Linked DNA regions of Zea mays: region 2 is linked to region 1. Evidence: chromatin contacts called from public Hi-C data. All regions are on one chromosome and are shown on one strand. Each heading gives the region's core, a stretch centred on a gene start, on an enhancer-like site or on the middle of the called end of the contact. The rest is flanking DNA. Distances are from core to core; before and after follow the strand shown. Region 1 holds the start of LOC100191677. Region 2 holds the start of LOC103654097 (pentatricopeptide repeat-containing protein At5g14770, mitochondrial).

Region 1 (5,308 bases), core at 1,977-4,476:
ATTATACAAATAAGAACTAAATGGTAAGATGAGTTTATCAAGCCTAATTAGTTCATGATTCGCTTATGTGATGCTATAGTAAACATTTGCTAATCATATATTAATGAAGTTTAATAAATTTGTCTCGTCGTTTGTCTTTATCTATATAATTAGACTATATTTAATATTTGTAATTGGTTCGAACATATGATATGACACATACTAAACTTTAGTTAGGGGAACCAAACACCCCTAGTACTCTTAAGTTCCATCAAGTTCTCTCATTTGCGCAATTCAGCTTCATGTTTGACTGCCTACATTTGTGACCTGAAGTTTTTACTATAAACCATTTTATGTACTTGTTAGCTCTTTGCCAAGTTCTTCGTGCCACCTAAATGACTTTGTCCAACACATGCCATGTGATGTGCTTCGCTTCTCATCGTAATTTTGTGGCTGTCGTCTTAAACCACCAGAACTGTAATCCTTTGGTAGCATTCTGTGTTTGGTCCTCTGGAGATTTTCTGTTCACTCCTAGTCTATGGAAGCAGTAACGTGCAGGGCCAGACGCCAGCCGGCACCACATGTCAGTGACCGGCCGACAGGTACGTCCCTGCACGTTACTGTAGAGGATCCGGTTGGCTAGTTTATACCTTGAGTTTTTTTTTCTCTCATCTGGCTCCTTGAATTTCGCTGTTTTGGTTTGGTTTTGTACTTTTGCCTGTTTTATTTAAGATCTGGATTACCAAGCTATGGCTGTGGCTCCACATTCCCCTTCATTCCGAAACCAGAACTGTAATTCTTGGGGCACTCTGGGTTCCATAAATATATGAAATCTGCACTTGGCGCCCTGAGATTGGCAAGTTACACTTCATTTGTGCATCGCTATCTATAAACCCTATGCTGGCTTCTATGGTTCATCAAATTTCACTACACGTTCGATCATGATAATGCACTAACACTAAGATTTGTCTTAACTAACTCTTTTTTCTCAAACTGTTCAGATAGATGGTGCTGAAAAGAAACGTAAAGGTGGCCAATTTAAGGTCGGCAAGAAAAAGGTGAAGACGAAACTTTCAGCCTTAGCAAAAGCCAAAGCCGCGCAAGCCATGGAGGTCGACAAGTGACTGCGGAGCACAAGCATCATCACCTTAAGCGTCGAGCCAGAGTTGGAACTCTGAATTCTGTGCCCACATGAATAGCTCCCGTCGGGTGCAGCTGCAGCTGCAGCTTGTTGAACCTTTCTTTCTAAAAAGAATGTCATTCTTGCTTTTTTAAGGGTAATCAAGCTCTAGTTATAGGTTTTGGTGATAACGACTATGATGTTAGAGAACTAATGAGATTTATGGAGCTAAATGAAAAAGAGAAAAATACATGTGATTTTTGATGCTTCAATTACTAAAGAAGGACGCGACAACTGATTAAAGGATATTTAAATTCATTTATATTTGAAATTTAAGTATAGTAAAGCCGCACTATTAAAAGGATATAATGCACATGCTTCATTATACAGGCTTCATGTGTGCAATCATACGCTCAAATGGTCTACCACAGTATTCTCAAAGCCTAGGTACAATAGTACGCCTCTTATTTTCCATACTCTTGGCTGCTTGGTTTAAGTGGCATTGATGCGACATTACTCAACCGTAAAGCTCTTTTTCTCAAGCTTTTCTTAACCTTTTCAGTTTAATTATTTGAGAGATTGAGTCTACAAACTATGCTAGCGAGCTTAAACAACCTATTCTTCAACCCTAAGCATAGCCGACGGTTATGTTCGTTAGACATTAATCACCAAAATACTTAGAAATAGTCTAAGGGCACATTTCCCTTTCAACAATGTCGTTAGGCTATCATACATAGATAACATGGTTATGACGCAACAGGTCATGATACAGACATTAATGACTATCGTAGAGAGAGAGGTATGGTTGGTTAAGATACCAGAGGATGGCCTCAATAGCGATGCATTGAAATAACGGGATACACCTGCTCCACCACCATAACATGTGTGGCAAGTGTAACACTATACGAAAATAACATGGGTATACCACGACACAGACTAGGGCCATCACCCACCAAAAGATTGGAATAATTCACATCGACTGGACATGATATCTTAGGGGATCATGACCGTAGTAAAAGTGCGAGAAACATTGATGGGTATGGCAAGATAGAGTAACTCCATAGAGGCTTGGGGCACGCCCCCGTAAAAGATGCCATGCAGATTTGTCGATGCGACATTGAGTAGTTAGGCCTACGATAGGCCATGTCCAAACGTGTGATAGAATAACATTCAATTTTAGGTCCACACAATCAACAACTAGGTAAGATAGTTTAAAGTAAAGTTCCAAGCCAAGAGAAAGGGAGGGAATAGTTAGCTTGCCTTAAATTTCCACTGATAGTAGATATTCCAATGCCTATTGTATATTGTATATATCTTTGATACATAGTCTCACCATCAGAAAGATAATATAAGGTATTACGTACTCTATGGCCCAAACCTCTATAGAGATATTTATGTTACTATGCTCATGATGGCATGAGTTGTTAGACATACTCTACGACATCAAGACTCACTCTCTACTCTCTTGATCAAATCCTCTTCAGTACCTTGTTACCTTGATGTTGTCACCATGATAAACGCTCTGGAGCACAAGAGGTCCTATGGACTTAGGCCGTGAGCGCCACGAGACACGAGTAGCTCCATAGACTTAGCTAGGACACCTCGAGTCACAGAGGATCTCGGTCTTTAATCTATCTTTACAAACTGATTTCACAAGTGCAAAAGTGTCCCCGACATCAAATTAACTCGGTCCCCTAGTGATCTTAGCGGAACATGATGGCGTAGATATTATTTTAGAGTACACAAATATTAATTTGTTGAGAAGGTTAAGCTCATGCTCTTATTGGGGCAAGGTGCATGTCCTTTAGAATCATGGTGTGAATAGCTAAGCACTGTGATAGCTTTTTATATTAAGATTTTTAAATACATCTTAGTAATAACATATAAAAACATGATCTTTCTAGCGTACTGATAATTATGTTTTTAAAATACGCTTGTAAGGCTATCTCCAGTTGCTATATTATTCTTTTCAAATGTCTTATCTTCTATTTTAAAATTTACTCTCTAATCTATAACAAAAACCATCTATTTTATACGATCTGAACAGTCTAACCATATGTACATGGAATCCTTGTACTTGTACGCACCTCCCCTCTCTCTCCTCGAACACAGACACGGATACACCATTGTACATGCTCGCTCTTCCTCTTGGAGTCTTGGGACCGCCCCCTCCCCTCTTCCGAGGTCCGAGCCTGATCCCTCCTTCCTTCCGTCAGCGCACATCTCTAGGGTTTTAGCGCCCCATTTCCGCAACGCCATTCCCGATCGGATCGCCCCCTTCCCACCCGCCGCCGACCAGATCCCGGCGCGAGTGCTACCCAACCCTCCGGCGCCGCCACCCTTAGTCTCAGAGGGTCGGTCTCCACCGAAAGCTTCGCACAAATCCCCTCCGTTTGTCGGTGCCATTTGTTGCAAAGATTGTGTTTTCCTCCTCATCCGTGCCTCGCGTTCCATTTCTGCCGTCCCCGAAAATGCCACCGCTTTGTTGAGATCTCTCGTTTCTCGATCTGATCTCGCCTCGGTATGGCGTGAGAGTTCCTAGGGGAGGGCAAAATCGTCGGAGTTGAGATTCTTGCGTCCATTTGCTAGTCTCAATACCGAGCATCCGATCTCGAACAGTGAGACAAAGTAGCGACCTTTGTGCCGTTCCTTGTAACTGAGCTTGCCCCCGCCTGCGTATCGGTGGGTGACGGCGAGCTCTACGGCGCTGCCCATTCCTATGAATGGACGGGAGGGAGTCCACGGTGGCGTCGGGGCCCAACTTCTCATCGTTCTACACGCAGCACCGGGGCATCGGGGCGCCGGGTGTCCCCGGCCACTCGGCGGTGCTCCATGACCCGCCGCCCGCCGGGTACCGGCAGCATCTTGATGCTGTCTCTGCTGGGTACGCATTCCAGACCCCGCAGGTTGGGGGTTCCCACATTGGACAGGGGTACCACCATGTCGAGGCCTCACCCCATGTGGCGCAATACAGCTCCGGTGGCGGCACCAGCTCCGGCGGTGATATGGACATTGGCATGGGTTCGGCTGTGTGCACCAATGTTAAGGGGGAGCTGGGGAGCGGGCCTGCCCAAGATGAGCAGGTGAAGAAGAAGCGGGGTAGGCCAAGGAAGTATAAGCCTGATGGGGCGGTGACTCTCGGGTTATCACCCTCTTCATCATTAACACCTCACTCGGCCAGCTTGGGGATGGGAACCATGATTAGTGCTCCAGGTTCTGGATTTGGGTCGGAGGGATCAGGGGCTTCAGGCTTGGGTGCGCCATCAGAGAAGCGTGGCAGGGGGCGGCCACCTGGCTCTGGAAAGATGCAACAGTTGGCTTCGCTTGGTGAGTTTCCGTGACCTTGTAATTTCATTTGCATATCCTATGCGTTATAATAATTGATTCATATGGCTTATGTATACTTTATTTGTGCTAGAATGAAATGTGCTAGGCAATTATGGGTAGGTTTCAATATCTGCAACATGTTACTTTTTGCATGCCAGTAATGCTTCTTGGGTATGTATATGATCTGACTGTGGCAGCCTTCTGGGCTGTGTTATTCACCTATTGCCCTCTGGAATGTATGTGTCATCATGGCAAATACAATACCCTCGCATTCTGTTCTGTTTATGTTTCTGTTGTATGACCTTTTCAGGATTGTACTCTGAATTTGAGTAGGTCCTGACATGTCTTTTAAGCATCTTTTTTGGTCATTTTTTAAATTGAGATGATGAATTCAAAGTTCTTGAATTTACAACATATTTATATTGTCAGCTGTCTCTATTATGTAAAGCAAGCAGTTGATCTCTTTTAGTACCTTGTCTCTTCCCAAAAGAAAAAGAAAGTAGTGGACCCTTTTCCTAGCTAGCTTTTTTTTGTTCTTTTGCGTTCCCTTTTTTATATCCACGAACTGTTGATTTTGTATCTTTGTCGTCTGATGAAATTCTATTGTCTCGTTTAGGAAAGTGGTTTCTTGGCTCTGTTGGAACTGGTTTTACTCCTCATGTGATTATTATTCAGCCAGGAGAGGTAAGTTCGAATGAACACTAACTGATGATTCATTTCCAAAAGGGTTGTTTGCACTTTGCACCCAGTGTTGATTTATGCATGATTGCTATGTGGGAGTGGGACTTGTTTGCATAGTGGCACGAGTGATGGGTGGTGATGGTTTGTATCCGATGCTGCTAATTATCTTCAAATTTACATTGTTTACCAAAATACCCAGTG
Region 2 (5,308 bases), core at 1,997-4,496, 180 kb after region 1:
TTCTTCCAACTAATCAGACAATTCCTTGACCTCCTCTCCATCTTAGGATCAGGGTGGATGCACTCCACCACCCAGTCGGAGGATTTTCCCTCCGACAAAACCTTTCCCTGGTATTACTATAGCCTAGCGCACACCACATATATCTCACTTCTAGAGTTGGTATATGTTCTCCACCAAACAAAATGTCTGCATATTGCGTCAACATTTATACTGAGTTTCGTAACAAAAATATACAGAGTAAGAACCTTTCTCTCTCCCTTTTTTGAAAAGGCACGCGGTGTTTGAATGCACGCCTTAATTTCTTCTGAAAGTATATATACATATGTTAGTACGCACCTCATCAAAACATTATGATGATTCTTGAGGCACTTGTCATAACAAATATAATATGCCCTTTTAATCCCATGTGAAGAAGAAGCCAAACATCAAGACTATGCACATCTTTATATTGCCGGGGTAGATTATTATGCCGTCTAAAAGACTTTCCCGTTGACAGTAAAAATGCATATTAAAACTAATACAATCAATCAATCAACTAGATGCGTAGTACCAGCACACGTTTAAAACACATTGAATTAAGCACTTAATTGCATATATTCCAGGCGCAGCACATGGCAAAAGTAAAAGAAAAAGAAAAAGCAACCAGTAGGAGTACATGCATGATGATCTATCCAGATTTGCCTAGTACACCTTGTTGAAAGTTTTCTCGAGTGACGGTCATATCTGATGGCTCGGCACATGGCAAACAAAAACATTTATGTGTAGTTTGGTTCACACGAAATGTAACTTAAATGATAAGAACATGTATAGGGGAGAAACACTAAAACGGTTCTCCCAGTACATAAAAGATAACTAAGAGACTCTATTATATAATAGAGTGTTTATAAATATAGTTTATTAATAAATACAGAAGTAAATGCACTTGTACATCATCGGATCGATAAAACAAATGACGAATTCGTACAGTGGGAAATGAGTTGTCTGTTGTTACTTGGGGTTACGAGCCAGAAGCGTCTCTTCATGGAGAGATGGCTCCACGATTTTTTTAAAAATACCTCTTTCGACACCTCAAAAGCTTATACATTAAACACCATTGTATTGCTCTAATGGTAATGATTTACACTCAGTTACCAGTGGTAACTAGTTTGAATATGACGATATCCGTTTTTAATGTTGTATCACATTACGATCGAACTTAAACAAACATATTTAACGTTATCGGTTACTGTTTACATTACAAATATGTGAACCAAACATCACCTTAACTATAGTTGGACACTTTTTTACTATCTCCAGCAAACTTTCTATCTTACTCCTTATCTCACTCTTATTTTAAACTTCTCTTTATAAATAGTGCATCTACCTTGCACAAAAAAACAGTGCTATATATACCCACATACACGGCGCTCCTGTAGCTGCTTTTTGTGGACTACGGTTTACTTTGCGGCGCGCGCGTGGGCCGAGTTGAACACTCGGCCGATTTTTTTATTAAAAATATTTACATTTGGACCCTAGAATTTTTAAATGCAACTTTAGACCCAAAGCTCGGCGTTATGGGCTGTGGCGCCGAGCTAACACATCTCGGCGCCCTTTGTCGTCGTAACTCTTCCAACTGTATTTCCTCGTCTCTTACAAAAAATAGTAAGTACGGGTCTAACATTACAGCTGGTGCAAAACAATAAATAAATATCAACCTCATTGTAATCTACCATATGTCCACAAAAATATCTAACACCAAGTTCGGAAGGAACTAATCCATATTTAGCTTCAATACCACATTTGCAGAGTACTGGATCAAACTTCAACTCTTTCGCCCACCGTTTTTTTTCTCTTTTCCTTTACCTCTGCCTCTGGCCAATGGGACAAAGGACCATACAACCACTCTCTGAAACGACACTTACGCCACCCGTATGGCTGCAGGAGAATAAATTAGTAATTTATTGTAAAAAACAAGTTTATATAACCTCGCGCATCGATGGGCTCACATAATCAATGTTCGGACACACGAAGTGCTTCACAGTGTTTTCGTCGATGACAGTACGATCTCCACAATCGCATCGAGACGGTGAGTCCATCCTTCTTTCTGTTGCTACCTCCTTTTCCGCATCCGTCATTGGTGGAGGATTCGAGGGAGGAGGTATCCAACGTTTAAAACGCTCATGACTAGTCTTTCCACACGACCAATTAGTGAAAAGAAAATATCGAGGGTCAAATTTATCAGGACCATCGATCCACTGGAAAAAGAAACACCTCAGGTGCTCCTAAAACAATGGAACGAAGCACTATTACACATCTAGTAAATAAAAAATTCAAACAAAATTAAGTCACAAGTCATAAGCTACGTACGTTAAAACCGCCACAAAGGTAGACGCAGCGAGCAGCCGTGTCTGGATGTTTGGATTGACATACCCAAGCTAGTCTGCCACAGTCATAATTAAGCACAGAAAGTTTAGGAGGAACAGGAGCATCCTTACTAGATACGTCCGGATATAACTTCCGAGGACGACCTCTCTTCTGCCATAACGCCTCCCGGTACATATCTTTCATCTAATAAACGATTATAATTATCACTTGTACCTAATAGACTTTATAATCGGTTTACACAAACTATCAAATGAAATGTACTCATCATATTAACGATACTATATATATTATGAGCAACATTGGAAACTAATAATCGAAAAAGTACATCCCAATATACAAAACGAATCAGTGAGACACCAAACCTTGGTCTACGAAGTGTTGCAACTCGAAACTTTGAATACAACAACTTTTGACGAAGTTTTGAATTGAGAGGAGATGAGGTCTTCTCCGCCAGCAGCGCGACCGATTTTATAGGCCTCCGTAGCTCGGCGCCAAGATCTGTGGCGCCGAGCTACGAGGCCGCATCGACGCCGCGTCATCCGTAAGACGCAGGTAGCCGTTAGTGCCACGTCAGAGCTCGGCGCCATAGCCTATGGCGCCGAGATGTGTTACCTCGGCGCCATAGGCTATAACGCCGAGTATCGGGTCTAAACATGCATATAAAATTTCTGGGGGTTTAATTGTATATTTTTGTCGCATAAAGGGCTAAAAAACAAAAAATTCGGAACACCCGAACGCATATTTCGGCTGGGCTGGCATTTTCTACCACTGGGCTCATCTAGTAGCCACTAAAGCCCACCAGCTTCTCCCCAGCCAGGCCCAACGGGCTCTGTCCTCGGCCTTCCTCAGCAACTCCCCTCCCCTCCCCTCCCCTCCACTCCATTCCCCTCGTCGCCGACCACCACCCACCATGGCGGGGGCGGCATCTCCGCCTCAGGCCCTACCCCCGGCCCCGACCCTCCAGGCCTCCTTCCTCTGCTCCCTCGCGCTCGCCTTCCTCCGGGCCGGCCGCCTCTCCGCTGCCTCTCACGTCGTCTCCTCACTCCCCGCTCCGCCTCCCGCCCGCCTCCTCCGCCGCCTCATCCCCGCGCTCGCCTCCTCGGGCCTCGTCGCCGCCGCCTCCCGCTTCCGCCCCGTCCCAGGTGACCCGCTCACCCTCAACTCCATCATCCTCTCCTACTGCAGCCTCCACGCGCTCCGGCCCGCGCTTAGCCTGCTCCGTTCCTCCTCGGGGCCCCAGCCGCAGGTCGCGGCCGACACCGTCAGCTACAACATCTTCCTCGCTGGCCTCTCCGAGCAGGGACACGGGAGGCTCGCGCCGCCCGTGCTCTCCGAGATGTGCAAGCGCGGCGTGCCCTGGGACGGGGTCACCATGAGCACGGCGCTCGTGGGGCTGAGCAGGACCGGACTTGTCGGCGAGGCCGCGGCGTTGGCGGAGATGCTGGTCCGAGGCCGAGGAATTGATGGCTTGGGTGTGGTGGGATGGAATGCTCTCATTGACGGCTACTGTAAAGTCCAGGACATGGCCGCAGCATTGGCGGTGGTGGAGAGGATGACTACACAAGGGCTGTCGCTTGATGTGGTGGGGTACAATACCCTGGTTGCCGGGTTTTTCTACTCCGGCGATGCTGATGCTGCATGGGAGGTAGCGGAGAGGATGAAGGCGGATGGGGTGGAGCCGAGTGTGGTCACACACACGACGCTCATTGGGGAGTATTGTAAGATGAAGCGGATCGAGGAGGCGTTCACTCTGTACGAGGGTATGGTCAGGTCGGGTGTGCTGCCTGATGTGGTCACCCTTAGTGCTCTTGTTGATGGCCTATGCAGGGATGGCCGGTTCTCAGAGGCATATGCACTTTTCAGGGAGATGGACAAGATTGGAGTCGCTCCAAACCATGTGACATATTGTACATTTATCGATTCATTAGCGAAAGTGCAGAGGGTGAACGAGTCACTGGGTCTATTGGGAGAGATGGTCTCAAGGGGCGTGGCCATGGATCTGGTCATGTATACAACTGTGATGGACCGTTTAGGTAAGGAAGGGAAGATTGAGGAAGCTAAGGATGTGCTTCGGCATGCTTTGTCGGATAATATTACTCCCAATTGTGTAACTTACACTGTACTGGTCGATGCACACTGCAGAGCTGGCAATATCGATGGCGCAGAGCAGATGCTGTTGCAAATGGAGGAGAAATCCGTTAGCCCCAATGTTGTCACATTCTCATCAATCCTCAATGGTCTTGTTAAAAGAGGATGCATCGCCAAAGCAGCTGGCTATATGAGGAAGATGAAGGACAGTGGCATTGCTCCTAATGTTGTTACTTACGGAACGCTTATCGACGGCTTCTTCAAGTGCCAGGGGCAAGAAGCAGCTCTTGATGTGTACCGTGATATGTTGCATGAGGGTGTTGAGGCAAACAACTTTATTGTTGACTCACTGGTGAATGGTTTGAGAAAGAATGGGAATATAGAGGAAGCTGAAGCATTATTTAAAGATATGGGTGAACGTGGTCTGTTGCTAGACCATGTCAACTATGCCACCTTAATGGATGGGCTTTTTAAAACAGGAAACATGCCAGCTGCTCTTAAGGTTGGTCAGGAGTTGATGGAGAGAAATCTGTCACCTGATGCTGTTGTCTATAATGTGTTTATCAATTGCCTTTGCAGGCTTGGCAAGTTCAGTGAAGCAAAATCTTTTTTGAAAGAGATGAGAAATACGGGCTTAGAACCTGATCAAGCAACATATAACACTATGATTTCTGCACAGTGTCGGGAAGGGAATACCTCAAAAGCTCTAAAGCTACTGAATGAAATGAAGTGGAGTTCAATAAAGCCTAATCTCATCACATATACTACACTTGTTGTGGGCCTTCTTGAGGCTGGGGTTGTGGAGAAGGCAAAATATTTACTAAATGAGATGGCTTCTGCTGGATTCACTCCAACC

Evidence for each region. Hi-C and Micro-C count contacts between places; a contact is called where the count stands out from the background.
Region 2: a Hi-C map of leaf shows a contact between it and region 1, with 8 times the contacts expected there. The contact joins the promoter of LOC103654097 here to the promoter of LOC100191677 in region 1. A contact is called at or near these places in 18 of 25 Hi-C or Micro-C datasets (bundle sheath, ear, endosperm and 6 more) and 1 of 3 datasets of contacts at active chromatin or transcription factors (seedling).

The regions. Positions count from the first base shown.
Region 1 is chr4:174,660,482-174,665,789 of Zm-B73-REFERENCE-NAM-5.0, forward strand. LOC100191677 reads left to right here and starts at 3,227. Exons shown (of 5, transcript NM_001137106.1): 1 at 3,227-4,426; 2 at 5,043-5,110. The coding sequence starts at 3,823. LOC100274937 reads left to right here. Exons shown (of 3, transcript NM_001329108.1): 3 at 981-1,341. The coding sequence ends at 1,103.
Region 2 is chr4:174,838,381-174,843,688 of Zm-B73-REFERENCE-NAM-5.0, forward strand. It overlaps LOC103654097 (pentatricopeptide repeat-containing protein At5g14770, mitochondrial), which reads left to right and starts at 3,247. Exons shown (of 4, transcript XM_035967404.1): 1 at 3,247-5,308. The coding sequence starts at 3,275.